Regions from separate parts of the Mus musculus genome. Here regions 2, 3 and 4 are each linked to region 1. Evidence: chromatin contacts called from public HiChIP or PLAC-seq and promoter capture Hi-C data. All regions are on one chromosome and are shown on one strand. Each heading gives the region's core, a stretch centred on a gene start, on an enhancer-like site or on the middle of the called end of the contact. The rest is flanking DNA. Distances are from core to core; before and after follow the strand shown.

Region 1 (3,630 bases), core at 314-2,813:
GGACTTTGGCAGATTAATTTCCCCTGTAAGAAAGAGCCTTTGGTTCTTAATCTGTGGTAGGGGTTACAATAGCAGGCCCCTCATTGGGATTTTATGAGTATGAAGATGTTACAGACAATGCTTGGCTCCCAGCCTGGCACATCGTGAGCACTAAGAATTGAGAGCTGTTATTGTAACAATGATGATTATTGCTGGACCACGCTGCTCCCAGAGGGTTACAATATCCGTGGGGAGCTGCACTGTCCGTAGGCAAGGTTACATAATTCCCAAAGGGGTGACACTTCCCTGGAGGCCATGGTCTCCCTAAGGAGGAGGCATGAGACTTCTCTCTAGCACCCGTGAGCTGGTTTAAAGGCTGAATAGGAACCCAACAACGGAGAAGTTTGGGTTTGAAGCCTTAAGCACCTATAGCCTGAGCCAGATAGGCCTTCCCTCTTGCTTGCCGCATCTCACGGCTCTGATTCATCATCTTTTCAGTCTCCTAGTCCCCTATCTCTTCCTTTGGTAACTCCGGTTGGTTTATTTTTCATTATTTCCCTGAGACTGTTTAGGTTTAGTTTATGAGAATATAGCTCTGCTTCCCCTCTACCCAGTAGCAGGCTGCCTACCTGCATCCGATCGGTACCCCGATTTCCTGTTTCCCGAGCCTCAGGCTCCATCCATTCCTCCTATCTGCTGCAGCGAACACAGACTTAACACTTCCCCTACGCTCGGGCCTTTGGTCTTAAGCCCTGTCTTCCTCTCTCCTGGCGACCCCCAATGCTCCTCCGGAGCACATTTGTTCAGACTTGGGTCGCCCCCAGCATCCTGGCACTATCTCCGGAACCCCCTGCTCCAGTGTGGAGGTGGGGGTACCTCCGGCCGCGTTCCCAGGACAGCTGCAGCCTAAGGGACAGTGGTGATTGTGGGGGCTCCCGAATGCATTCTGGTCACTTCCTCCCCAGCTGGACTGGGTCTATCAGGAAGGCCAAGACCCCATCTCCACAGGAGTCGAGGGTACAGCCGCCTCCCCATTTCCGATGCTGGGAAATGTTTCCCACCCATTCCACCCCACCCCTGGACAGCTGCCCTCTTTCAGGCTCGGGGTTGAGGGGGTTGGGTAAACTCAGGCTGGGAAATGGCTGTGCTCTTGATCATCCTCCAAGATCCAGACTCCGCCCCCCTGCGGAGAAGACTCTGCCCCTTCCCCACAAAAATTTCTGATCGTCCCCCTTCATATAATTCCTTTCCTCCAAAAAGGTCCCAAAAGAAACTCTGGAGCCAGGAAAGGGCAGAAGAGAGGCAGCAGGTACTGAGTGCTGAAGACTTAAGTTCTTCTGACTTAGAGCCTCCAAGAAGGGTCGTGACCCCCAGGACCTCCCCAGCCCCTCCCTGCCCTTCCTCCCCCCCCCCCCCCCCCCGCCGCGCGGCCCCTTTAAGCCAAGAGCCGGCCGGTCCTCAGTGGCTGCGCGCCGGCAAGCGTGTGTGAGTGCGCGGGAGGGGGCGGGCACAGTGTCTCCATGGCGACGCGGCGGTGACGTCGCCGGCCGGGGGGCGTGGGCGTCCCGGCCCCGGAGTGCGATATTAACCCGGGAGGCGGCGGCGGGGAGGGGAGAGGCTCTGAGAGGCGAGGCCGGGTGCGGCGGCGAGGGCGTCCCAACGGGCGCGGGACGGGACGGGGCAACGCGGGCGCCAGGAGCAGCGGCCCGGAGTTGGGGCGCCTTGCCCCGGGCCCCCCAGCATGAAGACCCCGGCGGACACAGGTGGGGGCGGGGGCAGCACGTGTGGGGGAGACTTGTTGCCCCGGGAAACCGGGAGGGAAAACTTTGGGTGGGGGCTGAAGGGGTTCTGGGGAGCCCGATTGATACCCAGTTCTTGGGGACCCCCAAGCACTCGAGACCTGTTGCTTCTAGAGGCGCGAGCTGGGGTGCTGCCTGGGAGCCCCAATTCTGTGGATCCTTTCGGAATGGTATGGGTGCTGCGGGTGCTGGGCTTTCCCTTCCCGGACTCGGCAACCTGGGTTCTCCCGGGATCACTGGGGTGGCAGAGTCCCCTCCCTGTCGTTCTGTCACGTTGCACTCCGGGGGCCGGGACGTGTGCGGTGCGAGGTGGGGGTTCTGTACAGGGACCCGCTATGCTCGGTTCTGCGCTGCGCGGTCCGGCCCGTGACCTTCACGGCAGCGCGTGCCCAGCACCCGGTGAGCGGGATACGGGATGGCCTGGAGCTGGGCGTGAGAGGGGAACACGGGACTCGGGGTCCGGGCTGCACCGCCCCTCCCCCGTCCGTCTCCTCGCTCCCCCGCCCGGACTGAGTCGCAAAGTTCCAAAGCGCAGCCCGAACGTTCGAAAAAGGAACTTTTTGTTTCCGACCTTAGAACGCGCGGCTTTAAGGTGGCTCAGGGGAGACTTGGGTACCCTCCTCCGGCGCGGGCGGAGGCTGGGAGTTGAGGAGGGTGGGAAAGATGGGGGGGGGGGGGGGAATGCAGAGGCTCTCCCTTCGTCCTTCCCCCTCCCCGATCCTGCGCTTCTTTCAGCGGGCCGTCTTTTCCCTCCGCCCCTCTCTTCCCCGCCAAGTTGCTCCTCCTTAAGGGGCCAGGATTCCCCTCCCCCCCCATCGCCGGGCGGGGGGCAGCAGGATTAACCCCCCCTCCCACTCGGACTTTCCCCCTTCCCCTCCCCCGCCGCCCCCGGGCTCGCACAGGCTGGACTTTGCGCCCGGGCGCGCGGGGGGAGGGGGCCTCGCCGCCCCCTGCCCGTCTGCCCCGTCGGAATCCGGCCCGGGGCGGGGACGAGGGGAGGGGGAAGGGGGCCGGGCGCCGCTGTTCAAACTTGTTTCCTTCCCCCGGCGGCGGCCGCGGCTCCGGCTCCTATGTGCGGGTGTGTGCCCCGACCGGCCCACCCACCCCACCTCCCTGCTCGGCGGGTGGGGGCGGCTCTTAAAGGGCTCGGAGCAGGGCTCCGGCGCCAGGGGATTGGGGCCAAGGAAGGGGGTCGGGAGTGGGGTAGGGGTGTGCAGTGCCATAGGGTCAGTCACGTGCGTCCCACTTACTCCCCACTCCCCGACTCCCACAGGCTCGTGAGCTGCCGGGCCCTGGGGGCAGCAGGAGCCTCGCCTCACCGGGGAGGGGACCAAGGCGCCCAGACAACCCCGCCTTGTCTTCCCTCTATGTTACGGGCCTTGGCTTGACGGAACCTGTAGGGCCACTGCAACCCTGTCTGGGGTCCCAGTCATGTGTAGATTCTCAAGGGAAGGCGAGAGACCAGAACGGCCTCGAGGTCGGTCTGTTTCTCCGACTGCTGGCCACTGCTAGCCCTTCCATCCGATCCTCCATCCCGGCGTTTTTCTGCTCCGCCGTGGCTGTTTCCCACTTCCTGTTTTCTTCCCGGCTCTGGCGCCATCGAGGTCTGCCTGGAGTGGGGGAGGTGTTGAGGCCCCCCGGGAGGCAGATGTATTTTTCCTCAAACCCCCCCCCCCCAATCTGACCCCTATATTCCCATAAAAAGTTTAGGCAGTCATGTTAAGTTGGGGATTGTTTCCCAGAACTTATGTCCCGACCCAGGCTTGCACAGTCTGGGATATCCAGGTGTGCCTTCTGGGACCCAGCCATCATGTCCTTCCTGTCTGCAGCTACCTCTACACCCTGTCTGCGT
Region 2 (3,630 bases), core at 790-3,289, 480 kb before region 1:
GCTCCCAGGTTACTGGGACTATAGGTGTGCTCCTCCACATCTGACTTGTAATATTTTAAAGGCTTATAAAAAGAGTCACTCCCTTTATTGTACATTTAGGTTACATATAGTGTTTGTTGGATTCTAAATATGATGATTAAGTGGAATTCATGACCTTGTGGGCACACCTCAGTTTCTGTTTTCAGACTCTTAAGACTGTGCCATTTCTCATACTTGTCCATGGTTCAATCCCAGGCCACAGGTTTCCCTTTGCCAGTGGCTGCTTGATCCTTCTATGACTGCTGTTGGTGGGACTTGACTAGGTGCTTGCCTATGCTAGACTGTAGACTCAGAGTCTGACAAACCTTATTATGTCTTTGACTCCCAACAGCAACACTGAGATAGATGCTATTACTTCCATTTTCCAGAGGCAACCAGGAGGTTCAGAGTCATCATCATGGGCACCATCAAGCCAGGGTGGTACTATGCCACATGCTGCTGCTGTTTCACAGCACCCCTTCCCTGTCCTATTCTTATAGATTCTGATGATGGTAGGCCTGCCTGCTGCTGGCAAGACCACGTGGGCCATCAAACACGCTGCCTCCAACCCTTCCAAGAAGTACAACATTCTGGGTACCAATGCCATCATGGATAAGATGCGGGTAAGGATGACCTGTGAGTTTACCTGACTTACCTCCCAGCCTCTGGGTGCTATCCTGTACCTAAGACTCCACTTACCTTTCATTCCCTCTCACCCACAGGTGATGGGCCTGCGGAGGCAGCGGAACTATGCTGGTCGCTGGGATGTCCTGATCCAGCAGGCCACTCAGTGCCTCAACCGTCTTATTCAGATCGCTGCCCGAAAGAAGCGAAACTATATCCTAGATCAGGTACTTGCAACCAACTAGTGGTCCTTGGCAGAGGGGTGGAAACGTAGTCACTGCATGGGGATCCCCTCCAAGCCCTTTTCTCAATTCTCCATCGTGCTCTGTAGCAGCTGTGCTGGTCAAGGGCGCACCATTTGTGAGGATAGCAATAGCCCCTTCATGCCACTTTCTGACCCAGACCTACCGGCTCACTCATTTTTAGGCAAGAGTCACATAGCCACATGAAAGAGGAATAGATTTCTTTGTGTGTAGGTGTTTTGCCTACATACCAGTTTGCTGCATGTGTGCCTGATTCACAAAAACCAGAAGAGGGCATCAGATCTTTGGTACTGGAGTTACACTTTTGTAAGCTGCCATGTATATGGGTTCTGGGAGTGGTCTTCTGGGAAAGCAGCTAGTACTTTTAACCACTGAGCTATTTCTCCAGTCTCAAGAACCAAAGATTTCTAAGTCTCACAGGCTTGAACCCCAACTCTACTGCTTGCTAGCTATCATTTGTGGACAGCCAACTTGATCATGTGAATGAATCTCAGCATCCTAGTTTGCAAAATGGAGCTTAAGGCCCCTCGTGCCTCCATAGGACCGAGTTCAGAACAGCTGGTGTGGATATCGTTACACGCTGCAGAGTAAAGGTACTCTAGCTTCTCTGGGCACATCCTTAGGAGTATGTGGCACATGTTTACATTTCAATTAGGGGTGGGGTTCAGTCAGTTTTGAATTGGAGTCAAAACACTGTGTATGGTTTTCAGCATTGTCAAAAGAATGAGTGGGCTAAGCAGAGCTTAGAATCGCTGTCACTGGTGGGTTCCACATGTTTGTTACCCACACAGCATTTTATTTGCATTTGTTGTGTAGGCTCCATTGAGTTGCAGCAGCGTGTGTTTACTTGTTGTGGGTTCTCTGGTTCAGCCTTACATGCACGCTTTCTTAGGACCCTATAAGCATACAGATAAACCCTATAAAGCCCCATCGTGTAACCTGGCTAAAGTGCTTTCTGTGTGTGGCACTGACTACTTGGAACCATGGCTTAAAGCCTGATGAAAAGGGAGCTGGTAACTAGCATTGGTGGCTGGCTGAGTGGAAAGGAAGTCTCCAGGAAACATGTTGTCCTCACATGAATTGAAGATCCTGCACAGGCCAGTTGACGACAGTTTGTAAGCGCTCTGTGGTTTTCCTTTAGCTCAGCCCTGACAGTAAGGGGTCTACTACTCAGCCTTCTCTCTAGACATGCTTAGTTGGCTTCTTGTACTGGCAGTCAAGTCTAGGACCTTACTTATGCTAGATAAGTTCTCCCAATCAAGCTTTATATTCACTGCTCCCCACCTCACTCTGCCCTATTCTCTTTGTTAGACCTTTTCGGAATTTTAGTCTGTCTGTCCCACTGGACTTCTAAGAGGCTGAGCCATGATGTTTATGCCCTGAGGTTCCTCTTTTGCTCTCCCCAGAAAGAATTCCCTGCCTGACCTTTACTCACATTGCTGCCCAAATTAGCCCAACAGTGGAAGTCACGGTGAGAGCATGCCATGTGCCATTTCTGTCCTGCAGTTCAGGCAGGCACAAAGTAGAACTAATGCAGCCTTCTTAGCTGCTACATCCTTGTTTGGAGCTGGAGTTAGGCCTAAGTCGCACAGATCGCCTGTGGTCTCCAGCCTGCTGACCTCGCAGAAGGGATGCAGATCAGGCCATATGATCCAAACCAACCATAATGCAAAGGCTCCTGCCCTCCAAAGTAAAGAACACAGTCCTCTAGTTAACCCAAGGCTAGAGCCAGGGGCTGAAGCTCTAGGTCAGTGAGGCCAATAAAGAGGTTTTAAGCCAGTGGCTTTTCTTTTTTTTTTTTTTTTTTTTTTTTGGTTTTTTGAGACAGGGTTTCTCTGTGTAGCCCTGGCTATCCTGGAACTCACTTTGTAGACCAGGCTGGCCTCGAACTCAGAAATCCGCCTGCCTCTGCCTCCCAAGTGCTGGGATTAAAGGCATGCGCCACCACGCCCGGCGGCTTTTCTTGTTTTAGCCAAAACTCCAAAAAGTTTGTTCCAGAAAATTTAATTATGAAAAATTTGTTGTATGAATGAATGTAGGCAAAGGTTTGGAGCACATCTTGACACGACCATTAGCCGTGGTTGTGAGGATTACTTTGATAATGCGTAGCTGTCTCGTGGGCAGGGTAGATCTTTGAAAGAGACTAGCACTGCATGCTGTGTTCCCATAGTCGCAGAATCTCAGCCCAGGTCATATTCCCTGTAGTTAGCTCTTCTGTACCTATTATGTGTCAACCTCAGACATACCTGTCCTTGGAAGATAATTCATCTCTACAACCCTGCTGAGGCTGGGCAGCCAAGATTCTACCTTTGCCAAGCCCCTAGCCAGGCAACCCTAGGATGAGGTTTCTAGCCTGTCTTTAGGCTATCATAGGGATTCGAAACAGGGTGTTCAACAGGAACTGTGTGTTCTAAGAGACAACAAAGTTGCCCAAACCATCTGGAGCTGGAGGTTATAGTCTATAGGCCAGGAAGAGCATTGGTCAGTCAGTTGGCTGCATACAACTTTGCTTACTTGGCCTCACACTCAAAGCTTTGGTTCTAACTGAGCATGATGGTGCATGCCATGATGACAGCACTAAGGAGACAGAAGTAAGCTGAGTTCCAGGCCAGCCAGAGCTATGTGAGACCCTGATTCAAAATAAAACAAAAAACTTTGGGTTCTAGTTCCATTCTCATCCCTGTTGGCAGGTGCTGCCACCACCCCTCCTCTTCCTCCTCCTCCT
Region 3 (3,630 bases), core at 373-2,872, 420 kb before region 1:
GAAGCGGGTAGCAGTTTTTTAACGTGGCGTAAAAGACAAATAGAGCAAGAGGAAGGAGCTAGTAAATACCTTCTGGTGAAAACCATCCTGGCCCTTGCCCCTGGCGTTATCCCTCCCGTGGGTCTCTGTGCCAGACACTCAGACTGAGCCAAGCATGCTCCCAGACGCCATCTGCTCTCTCCGGGAGTGGGGCCGGTGCCAGCTTGAGTGTTTGGACTCTTGGCAAAGTTCCCTGGCACCCTAGAGCTAGGGAACTCCACGGCCTCACATCGGGAATCCTCCTGTCTAGCCAGATGGAGGGCGGCAGGAAAGGGAGGCAGTGCAAACTGGGTGGGCTTCCTGAAGGAGGGGATGTCTTGGAGGGCCAGGAGCGTTCTTCAGTTGAACGGACACGTATTATAAATCATAAAATTGATAAACACATTACATGTGTTCACTGCGCTTACTTTGCCAGACTTTGGGTAAATGTGTGGGCATTTGTTGTCACATCTAAGTTAAAATCCATATGTCGGGCTGTGGAAATGACTCAGAGGAAAGGGGGGCTTGCTGCTAATCCTGATAATCTATGTTGGATCCCAGGAACATATCTGGTGGAAGAAAAGAACCAACTCCTACAATTCATCCACTGACTTCTACACATGCTTGCTCTACATAGCATGTGTGCACCACACAAAAGAAATAAATGTAATATAAAAATTTTTTTGTTTTTGTTTTTGGAGACAGGGTTTCTCTGTGTAGCCCTGGCTGTCCTGGAACTCACTTTGTAGACCAGGCTGGCCTCAAACTCAGAAATCCGCCTGCCTCTGCCTCCCGAGTGCTGGGATTAAAGGCGTGTGCCACCACACTCGGCATAAAAAAATGTTTAATTGTTATCACATCTAGGAGGATGGGCATATGTCCCGAGTTTCCAGATGAAGGAATTCGGTTTAGAGAGAGATGACACTATCTATGGTCCAAAGTTCACACATCGAGTGCCTTGGAATGCCTGCAAAGGAGCTGTATGCAGAGAGCCCAACCCTGGACACCACCAACCACCAACGTCACTGAAGGATGCTTATAGCATCCCATCCTAGACCATTCCTCGGCCTCTGTCCTTGGAAGCTTCGCTCAACCTTCCTACCTCAGCTTCTTCCCTCCCCCTGGGGATTCTGCTGTGGGTTACAGTCTGTTGGCACTGGTCCCATTTGTTTATGTCAACACAGGAGCCAGTGTCCTGGCCTCAGTTTCCTCATCTGCAAATTAAAGGGAATGCAACCAGGACCCGGCAAGGGGTAGCATCCGCACTCATTGAACAAGCTGTGTTCTCAGACCAGTTACTTCACCTCTCTGTGCCTCTTTGCTGCCGGGTAAAAAAAGACCATATACCATGCTACTTAGAATTGTTCTGTGGCTGTGTATATTTAAAGCACCTCTTAGAATAAGGCACAAAGCTGTAGTCGATGTTATTATTATTGTTGAGCCATCATTTTGGGTGAGTAATGTGGGGTCCAGCCATGTTCCAACCATCAGGTTTCAGCCTCTTTAAGGGAGAAGCTGCTGGCTCTGGGACCCCCAGAATCGGAGGCCCCCTCCCGGGTCGCTGCGGAGGGGCGGAGTCTGGAGCTATTGCCCCGCCTCTCTCCTCCCCAGCTCGCTGCGGGGCTGGGGCGCAGAGACCCAAGCGCAGCTCAGCAGCATTCAGACCCTGTACGGGGTAGCCCGGACGCCCGATCTCTGGGTTCAGGTTTGCCCATCTCTGGGCGGCAGGGCAAGGTGGGTGCCCTGCAAGACCCAACCATGTCCGGCGCTTGACCGTGGGCGGTGAGAATAGATGGGGACATTGCTCCTCCCCCAGGGTCCTGGTGTTGCGGGGGCGAGAAAAGGATGGAGGCGAACCTTTGGCGGGGGACCTGCGCTAGATTTGGAATGACCTGGGGCGGGGGAATCATAGAATGAGAAGGATCTTTCTGGCTGAGTGTGAACAGTACATATGCTGAAGAGCTAAGGCGACAGGCCGGCCAGTGGGGAGATGTGTGGGGCAAGGTGCGACACCGGTTGAGCTGGACAGGTGTGCAATGGAAGGGATGAGACCTGAGAAACGTAGCAGTGGCGATTTCTGCATGGTGAGGGTGTTTGCGGTTTCAGATGCAACAACGGTGAGGACTGCAAGGTGGCTCAGGGATACACAGGATACGTAAGAACGCTGCCGGCCTCAGACATGTTTTTGAGGGGAGTCGCTGTAATTTTGCAGCATGTGCTTAAGGAGACCTTTGGCAGAGCCAGGGTGTGGGTGGGTTTACCTTCAAAAGGGATGGGTGACAGTGGCCCTGGGAACTGAGTGTGAGTGAGGGCTAGGGGTGTGTGAACTAGGGTGGAGCTCATATGTGACTGGGGATGAGGGATGGATGTGTGCATTATAGGGGGAAGGCTGCGGACCTGTGAACCTGGAGATGGAAGTGTGTGTGTGTGTGTGTGTGTAGAGGACTCATGGGACAAACGTGTGTAAGACGTGGTTTACAATGATTGTGCAACAGGTATTTTTACTACATATTTTTTGGTTTCTCGAGACAGGATTTCTCTGTATGTCCTTGGCTGTCCTAGAACTTGCCTTGTAGACCAGGCTGTTCTGAGCTTACAGAGACTCGCGTTCCTCTGCCTCCTAAGTGCTAGGATTAAAGGTGCATGCCACAACTGCCCAGTGGTACATACTTTTTAAAAATGATTTATTTTTATTTTATGTGCATTGGTGTTTTGCCTGCATGTATGTCTGTGTGAGGGTGTTGGATCCCTGGAACTGGACAGTTGTGAGCTACCATGTGGGTGTTAGGAATTGAACCTGAGCCCTCTGGAAGAGTAGCCAGTGCTCTTAAATGACATTTCTCCAGCCCTAAATACCTTTATGTGTGTATATGTATATACACACACACACACATCTCTATCTATCTATCTAATCCCAGAATTGATCACCTGGGGCCCAGAATAGTGTATGAACTAGGCAACCTCCTTTCTATTCTCAAAATCTGTTTTTCTATCTGTAAAGTGAAGAGAAGGTGTTTTGAGCTCTCTCATCTGTCCAGAGCCCATAGGCATAGGGTGATGGATGAAGGCAAGACTTTTGAAATTTGCATTTGCTTCCTTCTGTCTCCAGGGCCCTCTACCACAGCCTCCACAACCATGGACAACTCCAGCATACAGGAACTCCAGCAACCCTTACTGCCAAGCATAACCTGTGACCTCCTGGCTCCCAGGTCTGAGAAGCCAGAGCTGGGAACCCCCTTCCCAGAAACTGCCTTTGCAGAGTCCCCCAGAGGCTGGCAGCTTCTTCTCCCACCTCTTCCTTCAGTGAGTGCTGGCCTGGGGGAGCCTGAGACCCCTGACTTTGAGGTAGGAGCATCAGGCTGATGGTGGAGGTATCTGCCTAGGTCTGGGGTCTCTCTTGACTGTTCAGGGCTGGCTGGGAGTCTCATGAGTCGCTCTCTGTGAAGCCATGGCTGACCTGGGGCTCACTATGTAGACCAGGCCAGCCTTGAACTCAGAGATTCACTCCCTCCTGTCTCTCAAGTGCAACTTTTTCTTTTTTGGTTTTTCGAGACAGGGTTCCTCTGTGTAGCCCTCGGCTGTCCTGGAACTCACTCTGTAGACCAGGCTGGC
Region 4 (3,630 bases), core at 585-3,084, 340 kb before region 1:
AAATCCTCAGTGTCCATTATATCTCCCTTTTCATATCTTATTTTGTTGATTTGAATACTGTATCTCTGCCTTTTAATTAGTTTGGCCAAGGGTTTGTCTATCTTGTTGATTTTCTCAAAGAACCAGCTCTTCCTTTTGTTGATTCTTTGTATTTTTCTCTTTGTTTCTAATTGACTGATTTCAGACCTGAGTTTGATTATTTCCTGCCATCTATTCTTCTTGAGCGCATTTGCTTCTTTTTTCTCTAGACCTTTCAGGTGCATTTCTTTCTTTCTTTCTTTTTTCTTTCTTTCTTTCTTTCTTTCTTTCTTTCTTTCTTTCTTTCTTTCTTTCTTTCTTTCTTTCTTTCTTTCTTTCTTTCTTGAGACAGGGTTTCTCTGTGTAGCCCTGGCTGTCCTGGAACTCACTCTGTAGACCAGGCTGGCCTCGAACTCAGAAATCTGCCTGCCTCTGCCTCCCAAGTGCTGGGATTAAAGGTGTGCGCCACCACACCCAGCATCAGGTGCACTTTTAAATTGTTAGTACAAGGACTGCCTAATTTCTTTATGAGGGCACTCTTAGTGCTATGAACTTTCCTCTTAGCACTGCTTTAATGCTGTCCCATAAGTTTGGGTTATGTTGTGCCTTCATTTTCATTGTATTTTGGAAGGTATTTAACTTCTTTTTTCTTTTCTGACCCACTGGTCATTGATTGGAGAGTTGTTCAATTTCCATGAGTGTGTAGGGTTTCTGTTGTATCTCTTGTTGTTGAAGTCCAGCTTTAATCCATGGTAGTCTGATAGGATACATGGGGTTATTTCAGTTTTCTTGTATCTTGCTTTGTGACTGACAAATATTGCTTGTTTCTAGCTATTGACTTTCTGCTTAACATTGAAAACATATACAGGGCCAGGTGGTGGTGGCGCATGCCTTTAATCCCAGCACTCGGGAGGCAGAGGCAGACAGATTTCTGAGTTCGAGGCCAGTCTGGTCTACAGAGTGAGTTCCAGGACAGCCAGGGCTACAAAGAGAAACCCTGTCTCGGGGGAAAAAGAAAAAGAAAAAAAGAAAACATACAGGAAGTTAAATAAGGCTTATTTCTGTAACTAAGTAAATTAGTCCCCAACATGACTATAAGCTTGATTATTTATAGATGGTTATTAACTTCCATTTCTTAATTATCATTAACAGTTTTACAATAGTAGTTTTCATAAAACTAGAACTTTACATTTTCAAATGAGTTGCATACTCACATATAACTTACACAAGAGTTGAATCATATACAATGTATGGTATAGCGAATATAGCATTAAGTTTTTATCATCATACAAAAATCCCCATCAATCTAAAGTGTTTGAGGGCTTTTGCTTTACTCGTCTAAAAGGAGGTACAATAACATGCCTTTCTTTGTTCTTTTTCATCCCCTTATGTCCTGATTTACTCATCTTCCCCCCCTAACACTAGTGGGAGGGGAAGAAGGATGGGGGAGATAGAAAGACGTCCCTGGTTTCCTTTGTTTCCTCCTTGATAATGACGAGTAACAACTTGAAACCAATCCCACTAAATGACTACACACATCCATAACCCACTGAATGACCGAAACCCACTAACCACCTCTTGGGAATGAGGGTGTTATGTTCTTAAAATTGCTTCCTGAAGTCTGGGGCGACAGTTTTTTTTTTTTGAGGTGGGGGGGATCCTAGAAAACCGTGATATTGGACAAGTCTTGGGAGACTTGGCTGTCTCCTTTGCTGTTCAGGCTCTGTGGGATAGGAAAGTGTGGGATGTAACTGAAGTCCTGGCAGAGACATTGTATGAGGCTGGACACTTTGAAACTGTCCTGGATACAATTTTTGAGGAAACAGCAATTGAGGCAGTCTGTGAGGCTGGGTCCCCTGGGGCTAGATGCTTTGTCTTCAGTGGTGTCTTTTCAGTTGGCTCTGAAAGCACATAAACTTTTATAGGTAACATTGTAAGGACATTTCTGTATTAACACATGCATGGAATGTGCAGTGTACACATTATCAGCTAATGATAATTTCTTTGCTCTATGTTTGAGCAGATGAAATGCATCTGTCAATCTTCTACGTCTGTTTGAACATATCATCAAGCTGTAGAATAAATCGCCCGCCATGACAGATGAAAGGATGAGAACCAGGTAGTCAAACAAATTCATTGGCTTCTCCAGAGACATGCGTGTCTCAGCTGGTCTCTTAGCTGTTCCCAAAACCAGGGACTGTCCTTCATGTCATCTGTTTTGTAGTTTTTCTGGGTCTCTTTCTTCACATCTTTCATGTCAGGAGCCAAGATTTTCAGAAGGTCTCCCACAGTCAAGTCTAATCTTTATTAACTTTGAAAGAATCCATAGATTGTTGCTTCCTCTTGAAGCAAAAGCTTATCTTCTTTGCCAATGCAACATATTTCCTGACTACCATTCTGAGGTCAACGTATCATTAAAGTATACAGGGTAATTTAATTCAGCACTCCTTTCTAAAATGTCTAAATCTTCAGCAGCTGCGCCATCTGTCTCATTAATATTTTAAAAACGTAAAGTAAATGAAGCATTATGTAATCTCTCTCTGGGAGATCTCATAACCTCCCCTCTGCTCATGCATATCTCCTTTAAAGTATGGTTAGACCTTTCTAGAACTATCTGACTTGTGGGATTGTAAGGCATACCTGTAACATGTACTATGTTATAACCTTTGAAAATGTGTTGAACTTTAATGGATACACATGCCAGAACATTATCAGTTTTAATCCGTCAAGGCATTCTTAAGATGGCCATCACTGGACCAGTCTCCCTGCCCCCTGCACCCCTGCACTGGTGGCTGGCAGGATGGAAATGGGTGGCCAGTGGCTGCACTGTCCCCTTCTCTGGGCCTCTATACTGTCTCTACCACCATGGCTCCCTGATCCTGTGCACGGATCCTGGGCTCTTAGTTCTCTGCTAGGACAGAATTGAAAACTCAGAGACACACCTCCCTACAATGTTAAGGGAAGGTCACTATAACAAGCTCCTGGCAGGACGATTGTGGAGCCCAGTGCTCTGCTGTGAGCTTAGCCTCAGGACCTAACAGGAGCTCAATCAGTTATGCACACTCATGGACCCTTTCTCTGCGGTAGGCAAAGCATGGAGATGATCCATGTGCCACCAGCAGAGGAGTACACAGAAAATGTGGCAGACTAATCCATTGCCATGTCAGTTGGTCCTAAAAATACAAATTTTAAAACATTGATTGTTAGTTTTAAAATCAACAGGCAGAGAATTGGACATCACCGTAGGTAGCCTTCTCACATCCTGTCTCAGAGAGTCTGTTCCTCCCTCGTTCTCACCACTCTGGCTTCTAAACTTCATCTCCGAGTTCCTGTGCTGGCCAGTCTTATGCCAACCTGATGCACAAACTGAGATCGCCTAAAAAGAGAGAACACCGATTAAAGATGCCTCCATATGACACTGTTGTAAGGCATTTTCCTAATTAGTGTTTGATTTGGGAGAGTCCAGCCCACTGCAGGCAGGGTGGTGTCACTTGTGGGCCCTGGGTTCAGTGAGAGAGCAGGCTGAGCAAGCCAGGAGAAGCAAGCCAGTAAGCAGCACTCCTTCATGGCCTCTGCATCAGCTCCTGCCTCCAGGTTCTTGTAGTGTTCGAG

Evidence for each region. Promoter capture Hi-C pulls out the DNA fragments that hold promoters and counts their contacts. HiChIP or PLAC-seq counts read pairs in DNA pulled down with a chosen protein or histone mark.
Region 2: a promoter capture Hi-C map of pre-B cells shows a contact between it and region 1. The contact joins the enhancer-like site here to the promoter of Erf in region 1. A contact is called at or near these places in 4 of 39 promoter capture datasets (cranial neural crest, liver and pre-B cells) and 1 of 9 other capture datasets (liver).
Region 3: an HNF4G HiChIP or PLAC-seq map of pancreatic cancer cells shows a contact between it and region 1. The contact joins the promoter of Tmem91 here to the promoter of Erf in region 1. A contact is called at or near these places in 10 of 39 promoter capture datasets (the C10 cell line, the HPC-7 cell line, cranial neural crest and 6 more), 3 of 484 Hi-C or Micro-C datasets (CD8 T cells, Sertoli cells and natural killer cells), 6 of 115 datasets of contacts at active chromatin or transcription factors (the 230-238 cell line, bone marrow-derived macrophages, embryonic stem cells and 3 more) and 2 of 9 other capture datasets (adipose tissue and liver).
Region 4: a promoter capture Hi-C map of pre-B cells shows a contact between it and region 1. The contact joins the enhancer-like site here to the promoter of Erf in region 1. A contact is called at or near these places in 8 of 39 promoter capture datasets (the C10 cell line, cranial neural crest, hippocampal neurons and 5 more) and 2 of 115 datasets of contacts at active chromatin or transcription factors (craniofacial prominence and memory CD8 T cells).

What each region holds. Positions count from the first base shown.
Region 1 is chr7:25,248,691-25,252,320 of GRCm38.p6, reverse strand. Erf (Ets2 repressor factor) reads left to right here and starts at 1,563. Exons shown (of 4, transcript NM_010155.3): 1 at 1,563-1,742. The coding sequence starts at 1,721.
Region 2 is chr7:25,730,255-25,733,884 of GRCm38.p6, reverse strand. Hnrnpul1 (heterogeneous nuclear ribonucleoprotein U-like 1) reads left to right here. Exons shown (of 15, transcript NM_144922.3): 9 at 519-641; 10 at 741-869. Among named protein-coding and RNA genes, the nearest start is that of Ccdc97, 13 kb to the right of the region's middle. Within about 2 kb of position 2,039, at least 39 of the 459 cell types and tissues checked have an H3K27ac peak or open chromatin away from gene starts, as enhancers often do. A contact at or near this core is called in pre-B cells, where this site is marked.
Region 3 is chr7:25,673,158-25,676,787 of GRCm38.p6, reverse strand. It overlaps Tmem91 (transmembrane protein 91), which reads left to right and starts at 1,622. Exons shown (of 4, transcript NM_177102.4): 1 at 1,622-1,752; 2 at 3,128-3,363. The coding sequence starts at 3,154.
Region 4 is chr7:25,592,810-25,596,439 of GRCm38.p6, reverse strand. No RefSeq gene overlaps it. Among named protein-coding and RNA genes, the nearest start is that of Gm51473, 7.6 kb to the left of the region's middle. Within about 2 kb of position 1,834, at least 6 of the 459 cell types and tissues checked have an H3K27ac peak or open chromatin away from gene starts, as enhancers often do. A contact at or near this core is called in pre-B cells, where this site is marked.